2 separate regions of the Triticum aestivum genome follow, and region 1 is linked to region 2. Evidence: chromatin contacts called from public Hi-C data. All regions are on one chromosome and are shown on one strand. Each heading gives the region's core, a stretch centred on a gene start, on an enhancer-like site or on the middle of the called end of the contact. The rest is flanking DNA. Distances are from core to core; before and after follow the strand shown.

The links. Hi-C and Micro-C count contacts between places; a contact is called where the count stands out from the background.
Region 1: a contact with region 2 is called in a Hi-C map of leaf, with 3 times the contacts expected there. The contact joins the promoter of LOC123187950 here to the promoter of LOC123187947 in region 2. A contact is called at or near these places in 2 of 5 Hi-C or Micro-C datasets (both in leaf).

The regions. Positions count from the first base shown.
Region 1 is chr2A:126,756,368-126,761,195 of IWGSC CS RefSeq v2.1, reverse strand. LOC123187950 (DNA-directed RNA polymerases II, IV and V subunit 9A) reads right to left here and starts at 3,305. Exons shown (of 4, transcript XM_044599957.1): 1 at 3,151-3,305; 2 at 2,950-3,025. The coding sequence starts at 3,179. It overlaps LOC123187949 (protein FAR1-RELATED SEQUENCE 5), which reads left to right and starts at 3,400. Exons shown (of 5, transcript XM_044599956.1): 1 at 3,400-3,593; 2 at 3,675-3,817; 3 at 4,056-4,158; 4 at 4,720-4,828. The coding sequence starts at 3,687.
Region 2 is chr2A:126,625,615-126,630,536 of IWGSC CS RefSeq v2.1, reverse strand. LOC123187947 (COP1-interacting protein 7) reads left to right here and starts at 1,832. Exons shown (of 10, transcript XM_044599954.1): 1 at 1,832-2,139; 2 at 2,236-2,415; 3 at 2,520-2,625; 4 at 2,706-2,736; 5 at 3,103-3,136; 6 at 3,868-4,020; 7 at 4,714-4,922. The coding sequence starts at 2,081.

The DNA of each region.
Region 1 (4,828 bases), core at 2,056-4,555, 130 kb before region 2:
AAAACCAAAGATCAATCGATCTATGATGCTCAGCGGCTCTAGGTCATGGGTAGAGTAAACGGAAAAACCAAAAGACATGCATACAGCTCAGGTCAAAAGCTTTTTTGGTTGGGCTTCAATTAATCCTTCAGCTTTTTATGGCAGTGGATCTGCCAGGGAGACACGTGAGTGCATCCTAAGAGAGGAAGGAGATTTGATTGAATCGACACTTACCAAACTGGGTGGGGTTGCGGTCAGTAAAAGGAAATAGAGAATCGTGGGAAGATCCTTCGGTAGGTGGGGCCCTGGGGGAACGAACGATGTACAAACTCCCATTAAATAGTAGAGATTCACAGTCTAAATCCAAGTTTGGGGATTGAATCGCGCATCTGGTCATGTGAAATCGCGAGCCAATCCAGATTCTAAGCGACTCAGTTTTCTTTCAATCTCGGCCATCCATCTATTCTCTATAGTAGATTATTATCATGCAGCAGTTGTATTAATACCCTAATTCATTTCCATTGGTGCTGGTCGTCTGCTTGTGCTTGTCTCCCAATCTGTCTCTCTAGCGGCTTCGCCGGCTTGTAGGGCTGCAGGCCGCCGGCAGCACGTACGCCAACCTCGACCTGCTAGGCTCCCATGCATGGTCGTCCACAGCAGACTCTCCCTTAACACGAGTGAAGCAACAGCCATCAAACATTGAGGGGCATCCTTGATACGTTACACAGGTTAGCTACTAGTACGAACACTACTAGATTAAGTATGTACTAGATTAAATAATTAGATAGCTTGGTACCTAACTCTTCTAAATCTTATATTTGTATAACGGCAAAGTCAGCCACTGTCCTACCAAAAGTAGTAAACCTAAAAGGACGAATGCTCGTGAAAATCGGACTGGCCCTGACTGGGACCATGGAAATGAAATTGATCATGAGAAGAAGACAATTAGATGCAAATATTGCCTTATTATTAAATGGGGTGCTTACAGACTGAAGCATCACTTGGCAAGGACTAGGTTTAATGTTGAGCATTGTGAAAAAGTACCTGATGATGTTCGAAAAAAGTTCTTCAAAATTTTAGGGAATCCAAGCATAAAAAAATGATGCAAGGAAGAGGAAGTTCAACATAGAAATGGAGGAAACAGATGCATAAAAGAGAATACTCCAGCTGACAACATCGAAGATGAGGCTGTGACAAATCGTTTCGCTAACAAGCGCAATGCTCAAACAACATATACATAAAATTACTTACCTTCTGAACCAATTCCACTTTAATTTACTTATCAAACTTCTAATCAAAATATAAGGTAATTCAGGGTTTTGATGAACATTTATTTACACAATCGCATTATTATTGACAGGTAAATCACAAGGTAACGTACTACAATATTTATATCCCGTTGCAACGCACGGGCATTGTTCTAGTATTACATAAAAAGAAGAGAGAGAAGAGGTTTGCACCCAAATTTGACGGGTTCTCTATAACAATTCTATCTCATTTTAATGTTGTCAAGGATTCAGAATGACAAAGATGATTGAAATATACAGTAAAGGTTTTAAACATCCATCATATCACAAAGTGAGGGTAAAATTTCTCAAGCCGGACGTTAAGAGAACAAAGAATTTGCTTTCTTAATTCAAAGAACAATAATGTCTGGTGGCTGGACAGGTAGAAAAGTGAATGGCCCAAAAAGTATGGTCTTTCTCTCCTGTCAATACTTCTAACATTTCTAAGACAGCTGACAAAGTGTTTGAAATGTTAGATGATATTGTTGGGGAAGTAGAAAAAGATAAAGTTTGTTTAAGTTGTAACAAACAATGCAGCTAACTATAACGCAGCTGATAAGTCGTTGATGGAAAAGAGAAAAAAAAATGGACTCCATGTGCAGCTCATTGTATTGATTTAATTCCTGAGGATTTCACAAAGAAGATCAAGACGCATCAGAAAACAATTAAAAAGGGCCAAAAAATCACTTCCTATATTTATTCTACAACAATGGTGCCAGATCCCAGTAGCAATCCTACCTAATTGGAGTAAATCGAGAGATCTCACAGTGGAATCAAGCATTTATAAGGCCAAATCAAGAGGGCCATTGATTTCATAGCATAATTATATCTGTAGATGTTCTTGCCATCATGGCAGAAATGGGGAATAAACTCATAAACGCAACCTAGCCACAGCCAAGCTTATATAGGCAGGGTTTTAACCTTCAGGTAAGTGGCATAAACAGAATTAATGACAACTGGATGGCAAACAGTAAAGGGAGGATCTCGGTCGTCAAGCGACCCTACTAGGAGGCCCAGGTGGATTTTGTAGCGGAGAGGGAGTGAGCCGAATGGCGCCAATTCGATGCCAATATGGTGACATTCGAGGAGATGAAAAACGCCATATTGAGCCTTGCCCCCCTTGAGAAAGCCGTCCCCGACCTCGACGGCCACACGGAGCACAAATGGGATGAACACCTATAGTGTGAAAATGTCGCTAATCGACTTTTCTCCACCTATGCAAGACCTTTGTAACGAATGTTAACTCAATTTAGAGTTTAATCCCTCAAACTGAGTGTGGGACAATGAGTTGATGCAACCAACAAACAGAAAAGAAAAGAAAAAGACATGGAGGCCGCAATACGACAGACTCGGAGTTGGCGCTTTGCCTCGGCAGCCTCCATAATATTATGGAGCACGCTCCATACGTGCTATGGAGGCTGCCAATACGGCGACTCTGCTAGAGTTGCTCTACCAGAACAAACCAACAAATCACAAACTTATTAATAACGTGCCACCAAACCTTAATCCGCAGCCACCATCGGTCACTGGATCACTAAACCTTGACTAAACCCACGAGTTCAACCTAACATAGCATTCCAGATCAGCACCGCAAACCCCGATCCCCAACCGAACCTAGGGTTTCGTGAACAACCAAATCCAAACACAAGACGATTCATCGTCTGAGAAGGAGCAAGGCAACCACCTGGTGCTGGCAATTCGAGCAAGCGTAGAGGAGGGTGTGCATCTCCTTGTCCTCCTGCGGGTACAGCATGTTGTCGCTGCAGGAAAAGAGACGCAACAAAAATACATTTTGAGATTAATATAAACGACCATTAATTAGATTCTTGGATCCCCGGGGAGGAAACATCGGAGACGAATGCCAAGGATGGATCTGTCTGCTCACCATTTGCTGCAGAACTTGAGGGCGCTCATGGCGACGGTGCTCTCGTCTCCTCGCCTCTCTCTGCCTCTCTCGCCCGCTGCTGTCCCCTTCTCGGCTTCGCCCTCTCGGGTTCTTCGGTTTCGGGCTTTCGGCTGCGGGGGGCGGGGGGGGGGGGGGGGGGGGAGAGGCTTATGACGGGCGGGGTCCACGGGCCGTTGTGTCAGTGAGGACGGAGGGGGGATGGGTAAGCCCATGTGAGATCCGGAGCGTACACGTGTCGGGCGGCCGATGAGACCACACGAGGCCACCTACCGCGCCGCCGCATCGGATCCCAGCACCCCCTCCCCATCCCGACCCCGCTCATCCGCTTGGCTCCAAACCCTAGCTCCGATTCCTGCAAACCAAGAGATTTTCCAAAATTCGTACGAAATTTCCTACCAAATCACTCGCCGGTGCTTCCCAAGGTACGAATTCGACTAATTTTTTCCCCATTTTTCCGGCATCTTTGGTGAATTTTCTTCATGTGAGTGTGGCCGCCGTGGCAGGGTGGTGATGCCATGATGCACATGCTGGTGGCCTCGGATGGAGGCGGAGGGGAGATGCACCCGTACGCCGCCGTGCCGGCGGAGCAGGAGCTGGAGCTCCACCGCGACAACGCCGCCGACGACAGCCTCGACGGCCACGTCCGGTACGTGCGTGCCCAAGTGCTTCCGCTATCACTTGCTTGCTCGACGTTGGGGATGCTGTTGACCGGCGAAATGGTCTTGCCTCTGGGCGGTGTTCCAGTTTGATGCTGACGAAACAAACAGTTACAGTCCAATTGTTCAAGTTCAGTTGTTTTTGCTTCTCGTGTTGCAGAATTGGCTTCAGTTCAGCTCTATGTTTGCACTTATCATCATTCTGACAACTTTTTGGTATTTGATTAGGTGCCTGCGATGCGGTATATCGGGTAATGCGACACCCCATATGCGACGTGGCCCTGATGGCCCGAGAACTCTTTGCAACGCTTGTGGCATCGCTTACAGGAAGGTGAAACCGCAATCTTATGTCCTGAGTCAATCATCCTATAACCGTTTTCTTGTGTTGTGTATTCTGTGAATCTTTTCGCAATGTGAGCCTAACTCCTAAGAGATATTGTAGTAGCCAGGCAAAGAGCTAGCATATGGTTAGCCAAGTCCAATTTTCCGAAACCGTGTTATTGCTGCTGTTTTTATACCAAGTTTAATGCTACATAAGAACTACCCTTCCCCTTGAATGCTGAAATTTAAACTTCTGGGAATTATGTTAAAATCAGTGGCTACAAGGAACCATTGCTGCCTGTAAGGATGTAACAGTTCCATGTGTCTAGTTGTTTGGCTTCCTGCTACCCTTGGGCAATTTTAACTCGTTTCCAAAAAGGAATTCCTGATCCAGTGTTTAGTATATTATGTTCGAACACCTTATGGCGCTTCATACCAGTCTTGAAATTTAACATGTTGGCCCTAGCATGCTGATATCTTTGCCATTTTCATCCTGTTCTGTGTGCAGATAAAGTTCTGGTACAATTAAATGTATTCCTTTTACTGAAGTTATGTATGATTACTTCTCCAGGGTAAAATGAGAAGAATGATAGAAGCTGAACCACCTATAGATGAGGCTTCACTTGCTAAGCTTGTTCCTGAGGTGGACATGGAATTTGAGAGTGAGGAAAAAGCATATG
Region 2 (4,922 bases), core at 583-3,082:
CGTCTCCATCCCGTCATAGACCACTCGAGCCCGTGACACCTCGCCGGAGAGCTCACTACCGGTCTGCTCTTCTGTATAGAAGAAGGGGAAGGGGCCAACGAGGCCGTGAGGGACCAACCAGTCAGAGGAATCGATTCATAGATCAGCAGGGGCTCGGCGTCCTTTGCGGCTATGGGAGAGGGAGCGCCTCCAGGTGCCAGAGGGAGGGGCCGGGCGAGCGGAGAAGGCCGTACGTCGGTCTCCGATGGTGGAACATGTAAGGAAGTCGGGAGCGGCAGAGCGAGTGGGGTTCCTGGCTTTCTGCTAACCCGCGGGGACAGGAGATATGGGGGGAGGTGCAGCGCTGCTGGTTGGTCGTCAGCGGGGCTGTCAAACAAGGCAGCGGCGGCTGTTTTGCAGAGCTCGGGTCAAATCAACGAGAGAACTACAAAGAGAACGATCCAACCAACTTTTTTATTGCATGGGCTGCTGATTTGGCACTGCCAAGTCACCGGTCAACGCGGTCAAAACCACTCAAATGAGTCAAAACCGGATGGAAGGTTGATTTTTGAACCATGTGGTTAGTTCGGGGTGTAGAATGACCGATTTTGTAGTTGAGGGTTGAATATTAAACTGTGTGGTTAGTTCAAGATTGTAATGTGGACTTTTCTCTAGGTAAAATGATGAGAAGATATAAAAGGAAAATCAGGAGGTGGTTCTTCCTCATTTATTTGTATCAACTATGCATGCATGACTGTAATAATGCCATGCTATAACTAGACAAACGCCATATGAGAGCTGCATAAATTAATGATAAATCCTTTCTAAATATATAAAGAGACGTCACTGTCGAGCTCTTGACCTCTCGAGGCTCCCTGATCCTATAGAACGACTAGACTAGAATTTTTTTGGGGCGCTTAACCACTGTTCACTGTGCCTAACCAATAATACCCTTGCGAGTCACGCCCTAGGCATAGCATGGGCACACAAAAAGTGAACTCCAACCAGTACATCAACGCGCAATGTGTAAGGCAGCAACTAATCAAAAATCAAGATATGTAAACGTTAACCAAACTAGCAATCAACGCTAAATGCATAATGCAACAACTAATAAAAAAAATCAAGATATGTAAACGTAAACCAAACTTATGTAGCAAATCTTCCATTGCCCTTGCTGCAACCAAACAAATTCATCATGGTTGGCCACGTCGTAGTTTTCATGCAAAATAAAAAAGATAAAACAAAATGCCCACATCGTCACTTGCTGTCGCTGAAAGATGTGTTATAGTAACGTTTGTTTCCAGTTGTCGCGCGAAAGATTGGTGTTTGGGGTTACAAATTGACAAAACAGAAAACACGGTACGTTGCAGTACATTTTTTCAATAATCAAGACAAAAGCTACACACCCACCATCCTCGTGTCAGTAGCAACGACAGTGATCCTTTTCGAAAAATCCCTCCTCCGAAATTCAAAACCAGAGCCCCTCATCCAGTTTCGTTTTCTGTTGAGGGGCAAAATGGTCAGACCCGCACCAACAGTCCACTCAAAGCCGTTGTTATCCCGAAAAGCCAGCCACCGCCGCATAAAGCAGAGAAAACGGATAATAAAAAACGAAAATGAAAACAAAAGCAACAATCTCTCGTAATCTCTCTTAATCACGCCTAAGCTCCCCCGAAACTCCAGATCAGGGCCGCTAATCTCCCCGAAACACCCCCGGAAGTTTCCCGTTTCACCTTCGTCCGTTTTTCCTCCCGCATTTCTCACGGAGGAGAGAGAGGGCGTAGGGCAGTACCAGTCTCCAGCTCCACCAAACCAGCAGAGCTCTCTCTCTCTCTAGTCCTCTCCCCCTCCACTCCGCTCCCTCCCCCCACAGCGCAGCAGGGCGCACGTTATCGGATTCGGGCGCGCGCGGCCGAGATCCGGGCCGCCGCCGCAGCACGCCGCCGCTGCGCGCGATCTCGTCGCCGCGGGAGCTGCATTGCGCGGCTCGCCGTCTCCCCGGCGTTTACCCGGGGGCGGCTCCGGCGGAGGCGGAGGGGCGGGGGGCGGGTCTCGTCCGCGATCCACCAGATCCGACCTCGCCGGCGACGGCGGCGCTGCCATGGAGCCCGACGCGCCGCTGGACTACGCGCTCTTCCAGCTCTCCCCCCGCCGCTCCAGGTGAGGAAGCGGGGCACTGGGGAGGGGATGCCTCGCCCTTCCGTTGCGGTTTCGCGTGGGCTGAGGGTGGCTGGCTGACTGACTCTGCCTGCGCAGGTGCGAGCTCGTGGTGTCCGGCAGTGGGCGGACGGAGAAGATCGCGTCTGGGTCGGTGAAGCCGTTCGTGACGCACCTGCGCGCCGCGGAGGAGCAGGCGGCGGCCCAGCCGCCGCAGCCGGCCATCCGGCTGCAGCTGGACCGGCGCGCCGCGTGGTTCAGCAAGGGCACCCTCGAGAGGTTTGCTGATGTGGCTTATGCGGCGGTGCTCGGGTCGGTGGTCTGTCGATTGTCGAGGAGATTGGATTCTGATGGGTGCTTGCCTGGTTCCTTTGTGCTTGAAGGTTCGTGCGCTTCGTGAGCACGCCGGAGGTGCTGGAGATGGCGAATACGTTCGATGCAGAAATGTCGCAGCTAGAAGGGGCTAGGAAGATTTACGCGGCACAGGGAGTGAGTATCAATTATCAAGCAGTTCTTTCAGCATGTTATGCAGTGTAGCATTTGTCTAAAATTGGCAATTCTTTATGCAGACTGCTGTAGGTGCTACCTCGGGTCCAGCTGGTATGCCCTAATGTCTTGAGTCTTTTCATACCTCATACAGTTCATTAACACTCGTTCATCATGAGAAACCCAGTCCATCTTAACTGGAGTTACTCAATGGGAGCTGATAAAATCCAGTAGCAAGAGATTGTTCTCTTGTTGAATTGGCAACTGTATTATTGGCTTGCATTAAGAATTTAGGAACCTTTGATTAATGCTAGATACATTGATGCCACCATGTCTATATTATTCATCACATATTAACATGAACCTCCATTAATAAGGTAACATGTTAGATTAATGTGACATTATTACTGTCATGTATGGAAGCATGTGATGCTTCTGCCTTCTGGATATAATTATGTAAACTCTTCTTCTGCTTGTCAGCTGAAGCCTCAGCAGCAGCTGCAGACATTACAAAGTAAGTCCATCTCTTATTTCAATTGCCGCTCATTTACCTTGTTTGCCAGATAAAATTGATTCATTCACAATTAGTTTGTACTTTGTTAAGTAGATTAATATTGTGATGAAACACGTTAACTGTAGTTTTTTTGCCAAGTCTTGCACACATTGTGGTTTATACTCCATATGATTATTGTGGAAATGATGTTCCCATCGTGTTAGCTCCTTTCTATAACCTTTCGCAAAAATTCAGAGTGCAGATACTTGTAGCATGTGGACGATAACGCCCGTATGAAGTTAGTTTCTTTATCCTGGATGGTTAATTCGATTTTATTCTGTGATTACATCTCGTGCACTTTTTGTGGATATATTTCTGTCTTCCTTTTTTGGGAGCTTTGAGTGAAACAAACTGCCATCCTTTAATTGGTCTACGGTGCTTATATAAGGACTAATTGTTATTAGTTTAATGAAATGTTATTGACTGGAGGACCGTGGTTATCATTTTTTTTGTTACACCTTTGTTTATTTATGTACAAGACTCAATCTACTTCTTACTAAATTAGAATGATTGATATGCATTCATGTGACAACGCAATGTGCTGTGAGTTTTTGATAGACAAGACATCTTGAATACATAATTTTTGTCTGTAGGCTGTGTCGTGGTATCAAGTAATTTACAGTTTTACCCTTTTAATGCAACCTGAAATATCTTAACTATCCATAATTTATGCCCTGGCTATTTTTGTGCAGGAAGGAGCTTCTTAGAGCAATTGATGTCCGTTTAAGTGCACTTAAACAAGACCTTGTCACGTCTTGTGCCCGGGCATCATCTGCAGGGTTCAACCATGATAGTGTCTCTGAGCTTCTCCATTTTGCGGACCACTTTGGTGCCAGCAGGCTGAGGTATGATTGAAGCTTGTCAAGCCCATAATTCAGTTATAAACTTACAATCATATAGGCGTATGGGTATTACTCGAAAGTCTTGGTGGTCAGTGTTAAGTAGTCCAACGAAATTACAGCTACAGCTTATCTAGTAAGCACATTAAGGTACAATCCACCAGCAACAACTACTTTGGTATATCTAAAAGTTGATGTGCAGATTTAGCATAAGTGAGCCCCCATCAGCAGTAGACTGATGTGCTCAAGTTATCCTTTTTGACATCAAACAAGCAGATCTAATTGAGGATATAAAACAACATGCAGCTGTAAAGAGAAAGTTTATGACTGTTTCTATCAAATGCCATTATAATACACGTCAACTTAGTTCTATGCTCCCGCAAAAAAAAAACTTAGTTCTATGAGGATTAGCATGGCATAATTAACAAAATGAGATGCTGGATGGTGGAAGTTGTATAGAAACAATAGAACTCAAGTTTAGGAAATAATTCAAGCACCCTGAAGTTATCATTCTGGAAATTGGGAAAAGTTTGCAGGAGAAGGTTCTCTTAGGAATTAGGAGGGTGGGTCATGTTGAATTGGAGCGCATTGAGATATGATATCTTCTGTCACAGTCGTTGTTTATTTTTTGTTCCTTTGTTGTCTTTCTTGATGAATGGTGTTTAGATACATATGACAACTTGAACTTGTTATATCCAGCGAAGCATGCAACAAATATATGTCACTTTGCCAGCGTCGTCCAGACATCAATCCTCAGGCATCCCCAGCACCTTCATCACACTGGAAGAGCTTTGAAGATGGGGATCTTCGTGACTCCTGCAGTTCAGACATGTCTATAGATGAGCCACAGGCCGATCACGGTGGATCCAGCAATAGATCTACAAGTTGGGGTAGTGTCCTGCATACTG